3 separate regions of the Mus musculus genome follow, and all the other regions are linked to region 3. A link is a contact called in public HiChIP or PLAC-seq data. All regions are on one chromosome and are shown on one strand. The core of a region is the stretch at or near the end of the contact, and the rest is flanking DNA. Distances in the headings are between cores, read along the strand shown.

Evidence for each region. HiChIP or PLAC-seq counts read pairs in DNA pulled down with a chosen protein or histone mark.
Region 1: an H3K27ac HiChIP or PLAC-seq map of embryonic stem cells shows a contact between it and region 3, with 6 read pairs. The contact joins two enhancer-like sites. A contact is called at or near these places in 2 of 115 datasets of contacts at active chromatin or transcription factors (both in embryonic stem cells).
Region 2: an H3K27ac HiChIP or PLAC-seq map of embryonic stem cells shows a contact between it and region 3, with 8 read pairs. The contact joins two enhancer-like sites. A contact is called at or near these places in 1 of 484 Hi-C or Micro-C datasets (bone marrow-derived macrophages) and 3 of 115 datasets of contacts at active chromatin or transcription factors (embryonic stem cells and large pre-B cells).

Annotation. Positions count from the first base shown.
Region 1 is chr10:95,594,134-95,596,862 of GRCm38.p6, reverse strand. No RefSeq gene overlaps it. Among named protein-coding and RNA genes, the nearest start is that of Nudt4, 31 kb to the right of the region's middle. Within about 2 kb of position 1,347, at least 40 of the 459 cell types and tissues checked have an H3K27ac peak or open chromatin away from gene starts, as enhancers often do. A contact at or near this core is called in embryonic stem cells, where this site is marked.
Region 2 is chr10:96,721,365-96,724,064 of GRCm38.p6, reverse strand. All of the region lies in intron 2 of Gm33897 (a long non-coding RNA gene), which reads right to left. Among named protein-coding and RNA genes, the nearest start is that of Gm33897, 7.0 kb to the right of the region's middle. Within about 2 kb of position 1,389, at least 146 of the 459 cell types and tissues checked have an H3K27ac peak or open chromatin away from gene starts, as enhancers often do. A contact at or near this core is called in embryonic stem cells, where this site is marked.
Region 3 is chr10:96,106,308-96,109,007 of GRCm38.p6, reverse strand. No RefSeq gene overlaps it. Among named protein-coding and RNA genes, the nearest start is that of Gm40746, 73 kb to the left of the region's middle. Within about 2 kb of position 1,272, at least 9 of the 459 cell types and tissues checked have an H3K27ac peak or open chromatin away from gene starts, as enhancers often do. A contact at or near this core is called in embryonic stem cells, where this site is marked.

The DNA of each region.
Region 1 (2,729 bases), core at 98-2,597, 510 kb after region 3:
AAATTTTCATTTTCCTTTATTCTCCCCACACATACCCCATCATCCTTCACCCAGCCCCCTTCCTTTTTTCTTTCTTTTCAGTATTTTTATTTATTTTTTTCTTTGTCAATTTTACACATGCACAATAGATCTTGATCAAATTCCTGCCTTTCCCACTGCATGTCTTCATATATACACATATACACAGTGTATGTGTGTGTGTGTGTGTGTGTGTGTGTGTGTGTGTGTGTGTGTAACACCTACTGAGTCCAAGTCCAACTCAGTTTGCTTGACTTGGGGTGGAGGCTGGAATGTAGGCCAGGCTGGCCTCAAGCTGAAGCTGACCCTGAACTCCTGTTGTCTCCCTTTACTTCCTGAGTGTTGGCTACAGACAAGCACTATCACTCCCAGCTCCTGCGGTGTTTTGTTTTGTTTTGTTTACTCAATAGCCAGCAGAACAGAGCCTGCCCTTCCCCCAACACCTGTGGAAAACAGGCCACCGCTCGCAGGGCTCTATCCAAAACAGGCTGAGAAAATAGCACAACCTGCCTGCCTCTGCAGAATCCACCTACTTTCTCAATAAATATTTACTCAGCCCCTACTGTGTGCTCTGGAACATTATCTTCTCTGTGGATCCTAGGGCCTCCTTTATCTCTCTAGTCCCCTCCTTACCAACCCAACAGGAGTCCCGCTTACAATCTATTCACTGTCCTTCAGCCAGGGTCCCAACCCTGTCCTCCAGAAGGGACTATTGTCCTCCCGGCTCTGGCTTTCCCTCTTTCTTTGAAGCTTAATTTCAATGTCCTTAATCTGTTCATTGTTCCAGCTCCTCTCCTGCTGTCTCTCTTTGCTAATGTCTGACCTCAGCTAACTGGCACAACAGCCTCTGAATAGAGCAAACGGGATTGAAGGAATGTAACCTATTTGCCTGAGATGATCTAACCAGCGAGTGCTCAGAGTGAGCCAGTTCTATACCGTAGTCATTGTACTAATAACAGGAAGCCCTTGAAATTGAGGTGACAGGAAAGCTGCGGTATTAGTAATGATTGGGGGCTAAAAACTGACTATGAGGGCCTGGGGATAGAGCCTAGTTCTTCCCTAGCATGTGCAAGGAAGGCCCTTGGTTCAACCTTCAATCACATGCGCGCGCGCGCGCACACACACACACACACACACACACACACACACACACACACACAAGGAATAGATGCGGTAGGGTAGGAAGTCATTGGAATAGGAAAACATTTGGATTTGTAATCAACCAGAAGACACACCTGTGTCTCTGAGGAGAGGCTTACCTGTGTTTCCAGAGAGGCTTAACTAAGGGAGGGAGAACCACCCTGAATATGCGTGGCACTACCCTTTGGACTTGAGTCTCGGGCTGATAAAAGGAGACCGGTCCAGGAGCCGCATCCCAGTCCTAATACCATGCCTTCTCACTGTGACAGGATGCACCCTCAGATTGCAAAACAGATAAAACCTTAAGTCGCTTTTGCTGAGTTTTTTAATCACATCAATGAGAAAAGTACAGACTCCAAGGCCAGATACTGGAAAAAAATCATAAAAGAGGGCTGGAGAGATGGTTTGCTCAGGGTTAAGAGCACTGGCTGCTCTTCCAAAGGTCAGGGGTTCAATTCCCAGTACCTACATGGTGGTTCACAACTGTCTATAATTGCAGTTTCAGGGGATCTGACACCTTGGAGGCAGAACTCCAATGCACATTAAAAATAAACAAACAAACAAGCCTAAAGAAGAAAAAGCATGAACGAACGCATGGCCCATCGGGAAGATGAATCTGGAGCTAAAAATCTTTACAGAATGAGGGATTGTTGTGAGAGAAAGCTACTACTTACTACTGGGAGCTAGTTGACCTTGGGCGGGGGGGGGGGGGGGGCAAAACATAGTAGGGGAAATATTCTGGAAGCCATAATGAAGATACCCACTTATTTACAAACCCATCATTTAAGGAGTGTAGAAGAAGAAATGCACCCCTCCACCCCCCAGCTCGCACACACCACTAAGTGTTCCCCGAGATAGCCAGGTCTCCATTGTGGAAAGATCAGCACAAGAGTGTCTGGGAATGTCCGTTGCTGTGAGGAAGCTGCTGAGGCCCCTCCACGCAGTGACCGGAAGCACACTGCTGCTCTCGGAAAGGACCCGAGTTTGGTTCCCTAGCATCCACATCAAGCAATTCCAAACGTCTTAGAACTCTAGCTGCATGGAGATCTGATGCTGAGCGACATCTCGGCTAGGCTCAGCCCCACAGTTACCTGGCAACAGCCAGGTGTGCGGGACTCACTATAAAAGGGGCTGCTTGCCCTATCCTCACTCTCTTGCTCTCTTCTCTTCTCCTCTTGCTCCCTTACCCCATCCTCCCCCACGTGCTCCTGGCGGGCCTCTCCTCCTCCTCCTCCTCCTCCTCCTCCTCCTCCTCTTCCTCCTCCTCCTCCTCCTCCTTTCTCTCTCTCTCTCTCTGCCTTTGTCTCTACTACCCCCTCAACTTCCCTTCCCATGCCCTAAATAAACTCTATTCTATACTATACCATCGTGTAGTTGGTCCCTCAGGGGGAAGGGATGCCTCAGCATGGGCCCGCAGAGGCACCCCTTTCCCCCATACTATACTGCACCTCCACCAAACATATTCCTTCCTTCTTATCTTTTTATAAAACAGAACACACATACCCACACCCAGACATACATGTCGTTAAAAATAAAGTCTTGGGAGCTGGAGAGATGGCTCAGCAGTTAAA
Region 2 (2,700 bases), core at 140-2,639, 610 kb before region 3:
AGAAGGTGCTCTATCTATCACCCGGGCTAGTAATCAGACTGAGCGGCTATAAATGAAACAGACCCAACTAAAACTGCCTGCGACAAAGAAATGGCTGCTACGGGTTAGGCGCAAACGCCAGAAACAAGTTGAATTTAGCCGCATGCGGATCTGGGACTTTAAATGTAGTCTCAAGACTGGATGCTCACCCTGTGTGTTCTGGCTCCCGTCTTTTACCTTGTGGCTCTGTTTTGTTGTTTCGCCTCATTCTTCAACAGGTTCCAAAACAATCCTAGCAGACATTCTCAAAGATGTAAAACCTGCCTCTCATCAAAGCTCCCTGTGGATGGATCCAGCCCTGAGTCTCTCACTATGGACAAGAAAGAACTGGGGAGCGCATGAGCAAGAGGCCCGGATATGGAGAGAGCATCCTGGGACTAGAGCCCAGCCGAAGCCACAGAAAGTGGGACACGAGCACTTCCCACAAGAAGACATAACCTGATACCCTCTTTCTTTTCTTCTCTTCTCTTCTTTTCAGAAAGTGGCTATGTGTCTAAGCAGATATCCATGCAATCCAATATTATCTCATCTTTTCTAAAAGAGAATGGAGAACCTTTCCTTAGCCTTCTTTAAAGGACCAGAGACAGCAATGTCCAAACCATAGTGTCTGGTGATACTGAGTTTTAAGAGTAACTTTTACTATACAGACTAGAGTAAAATACTGTTGTTCCTCCGGTCACACTAAAGACAACTTGTGGGCTGGCTCTTCTTGTTTGCCTGTGTGGTTTTGACAGATAGGAATTTGTTCTCATTGGCCTGAACCATGTAAGTATGTTGTCTCTGTGTTTCATGTCATGCAAGGGAAGTACGTGTTCAAGTCTACCATGGTTTTAAAACACTGGTTTTCCTTGCACGGTTCCAGAGTGGTGAGGTTGGTTTCATGAAGTTCTCTGAGAGAGCTCCTTCCAGCGGAAATGTCAAAGGCCGCGATTTGCACCTTTGTTGCAAATGAGACAATAGAGAAATGTGGAAAAGCACTCAGATACATAGCACAGCCTAATTAATTAAATTCTTCTTGTGGGTATCAAGGTCCACTCCTGGAGGCGAGCTAGTAAAAACAATGAACTGTGTGGATCTGGCATTTAAAGCCTTGACCACATATTTGCCCATCATCCTGACAGAAATGTCATTGCAGGAAGTTGTTAAAGGGACGAATACCACGGACTTGCAAATTGCCACAGCCCAGAACAGGCGGATTTTTACCCCCATAGAACCCTCCTGTTTTGTGGCTCCACTGTAAAGCTCTGGAAACAAGCAGGCTGTGGGAGGAGCAACCCGAAGGGAGGGAGAGCATTTCTGGGCGTGTCTTGGACCCTGGCCCCTAGCCCCGCCCTCCACAGTGAGCCACAGTTGTAGTGCCTGTGTTTACATTTGTACAAGCTGCTAGGACAGGCCCAGGCAGGGCTAAAGCAGGACCAGGCGCTTCTATCACACGCTGAGCAGAGAATGAGTCTCATTGGGGAAACAGTGAATCTGAGCATTGGGATCCTGCCAGTGGGAAATTCACATGCATGAAGAGACTGGTTCTTGCCCGTAGTTTGAAACAAGTGAAGGAAATAGAAAGGAGGGAACAAAGGACATCAGGAGGAGGAAAAACTCGGCCCCACTGTTATGCCCAGGTGGATGAAAAAGCTGAACTAGGGTTTGAACATACAGGAATCAGAAGTTAATCCATTTTCTGTCGCAAATGTGTTTGCATCGGAAGTTGAAGAGGTTTTGTCATCCTTCATAAACTCGTAATAATTTCTGGGAATATTTCTAAAAGCATGGCAGCTCTGGGAGATCTGGTGCCATCTGGATCATGAAGAGACAAAGCCAGAGTGTGCTAACCTCTGCACCTTCTAGGATTGGCTGTGTGTGCCTTCCCGTGTTTACTATGGCCCAAATTGAGCACGAGACCAGAACTAACAAGGGAGACTGGCCATCCGTGTTCTGAAGTACAGCGCGGGGCATTTGACCTTTTTGTTGTGTAGCCCACTTGCTCACTATGTTCTCCCAATTTCTCGTTGTTTCATTTTGGTAATCCAGGCTGGTATGTATAGAAGATGAATCTGTGTGTGCAGATTCTCCTTCCTCCAACACCTAAGTATAGGAATTAAATAGCATTAAAGGCACACGGGACCACGCTCAGTTTAACGCCGTAGTAGGGATACTAACCAGGGCTTCATTCATGCTAAGCTAAGCAAGCTTTCTACCTATTGAACTACATCCCCAGCTTCACAGGCTTGGTTTTAAAAACAAACAAACAAACAAAAACTGTCCCCACAAGCCACCTGAGCAGTCACCCGCAAACTTCTGAAATAGCTGGAATATACCCCCTCCACCCATGCTATCTCACCACAAAGACCTCCTACTATCTTTCTAGCCAATTTTTTTTTTCCTTTTAGAGGAGCTCTCAAGGGCACACCTCCCTTATCCGACCCAATAGCACATCCCATCCCACAGAAGCCTTGTCTGCATATCCATTCTTTCAAGACACAGAAGAGCTAACTACAAAAGCATCACAAGCCCGCCTCAGCTGACCTAGCAAATCACAAGCAGGACATGTGACCTCTGACTGCTTAAGACACCCGAAGGCTCCCGCTGATACCCGTCCCCACCCCGCACTCCTTATAGAAAAAATAAAGGAAATTATTCACCCCTGGGGCTGTGGTAAAGACA
Region 3 (2,700 bases), core at 23-2,522:
AGCTCTCCAGACCAAATAAATAAATAAATAAATAAATAAATAAATAAATTCCATCTTCAGGTTAGTCTTGGTCATTTCACACTTTCAAATCATTTCTTCTGAGCTTAAGATCTCAATAACATAAACTTTATGAGCATCTACTCAAATGGAAGCATAGTGACAATTAAGCAAATAATTTGTTCCTCTCCAACTATTCAAAATATAAGCAAACTTATGACCTATGATTTCCCATAAATGTTATATAACAAACATCTTCCATCTTACTACATGGCCATTTAGTGCAATGCTATATATTCAAATGTGTATGTATAGAGTTCACTTAGCCATCCCATATTCTTGGACTCGCAGGCTTCTCCCAAATTTTGGTATTATAATAACCTTTGAAGTATGTGCTACATAAATACTTTCCTTTGTTCATAATAAGAGAAGATTGAAAAATTAACAGTCCTACTTTAAACTATTCTAACATTGTCACAATAATTAAAGTTATCAGTCAATAAACATCAACAACTGAGGCTGCAAATATCCTATCAGTTTCTTCTCATCCAGAAGATACTTCTATAGACTCAATAAGTGCCTACAGGAAGTAATCAAGTCTTATTAACTACCACAGACATTTGCATTAAGTGTTGATTAAGAAAAAGAAACTTAACTATATAAAAGGTCTTTATAAAATGTTATTACTTACATGCTTGATTAACAGTATGTAAATTTAGTAGTCTTGAAATTAGCTTAAAATATAGGAACATGTCTTATTCTTAGTTTTTTTTTAATTTAAAAGCTATTTCCCTGCCATTGTGATTTTTATTCTAGAATGTCCTACTACATTTAGACTGCCTGGTAAATTTCTGGGGTGTATGAATGTGTGTGTGTGTGTGTGTGTGTTTCCATTCCATATGCAGTTCTCATGTTGCCTATAGAACATTCTCTGTTGACTCTTATGCAAGTACTACAGTCAGCTTACACAAGCAATAGAAAGCCAGTGACACACCCCTCTGCTCATGTCAGCTTATTGTAACATTACACCAGAGGGCCAAGGTCAGTCATCGTGAAAATGTTCACACAAATGGAAAATTTTAAACAGAAATCTGGGCTTTTCTGACTGTGAAATATTTGTCAGAATGCTGTCTGGCCACCTCTGGAGAGTTAAGTTTACCTTTCTCTGAATTTCTTTTTCTTGCTATTGTTAGATTTCAATTAGAATTCCTGTTCTTGTTAGTGTACAGTGTTGTCTTTGTAAATCATTAAGCCTTCTTTGGGATTGTACCTTATGCACTGTGTCTTCCAACAGGTACCACTAATTCACTCATGACTGGAGACTACAACAGCAGTCCCAAGGCTTGATTAGAAAGGCCCCTTTTGCTCAAACTTCCATGTTGAGAGTTGGTCTGATGCTGTCTATTCAAATGCTAAAGTCTATACCACAAGACCAGGTTGCCACAGACAAGCAAATTCCCCTGCACACCAGCCTTTATTGTGTAAACATTGCTCCCCAACTTAAGGCTATTGGTTAAATAAAAGTGGCTACAGCCAATTACTAGGGAGAACAGAGAGAGGAATTTCAGTTATTGGGCTGGAGGTAGCAGGTAGAGGTCACGAGGAGAGAGAGAGGAGGAAGAGGGAGTCAGAGGAAGAAGAAGAGAACAGGATGTCTCCATTAGATAGGAAGGACTAGGAGCACATGCCTGAGTGAAATGCTTCCCCCACGACAGACTGATGGAGAAGGAAGAACCCTGAGAGACTCAAACAGCAAGTAACAAGGGACATGACTGAGATGTAAGTTAGAATAGCTCACAACCTGCCCGATCTGGGCTTACAGCTTGTAAAAAAAAAAAAAAAAAAAAAAAAAAAAAAAAAAAAAAAAAAACCAGGATTTTGTGTCTTTTATATGGGCTAGCTAGAATAAATAATTCATTTACACTTCCACATGATGTAAAATTCTTTTTAAATATTTGCATCTGGTACAAACATCGACACTCAGGCCTCCAGCATCACACCTGATGGTTATAAGGTCTTGTGGGTCTCATCTTGGACTCAGGGAGGTGACAATGAGGGTTCCTGAAGTATTTATCAGTGAAGGAACCCTCTTTAGCCTCGCTTGGAGTGGTGACAAGGAGGGCCTCCAGCATGGACTTTAGAAAGGGCTTTGAAACAAAAGATGAGATTTCTGGATTTTTACACCAGGATGCTCCAGCCTTATCTTAGGCGCCCTAAAAGATAGTCTTGGTCAAGTCATTTAATTCTTCTGGACTGTTCTGAAACTGAAAAATGAAGGTATTTGGAATGGTGGCTCCTTATCTGTCTTGTAGTTTTTTTGTTGTGGGTTGGTTTCGGATTGTCGTTTTGTTTGTTTTTTCAATTTTCTGACAGCATCTAAAAGATGTATTCCCCCTGGGATGCTTGTACTGGGATCAGCAGCTCCTGTCATCTCTGCATTTTCTGTGAGTTTCTTTTGTCTCTACTGTGTAGGGAACTCTTGGGACTAATTCTGATGCAAGCAGAGGCCACAGGGAAGAAGAAAGAATCATGGGAGTTAAAACCTTCCTGGGGCTAAAATTAAAGAAGAGGGAAAGCATACAGATAGATCATCAGCAATGCGTAGCACCATCCTGGGCCTCCTAATTAGACACGTGTGGCTGAGAAGCCGTGAAATCAAACTGTATCACAGAACCTAAGGGAAAGGTGCAGAAAGAGAGAAAA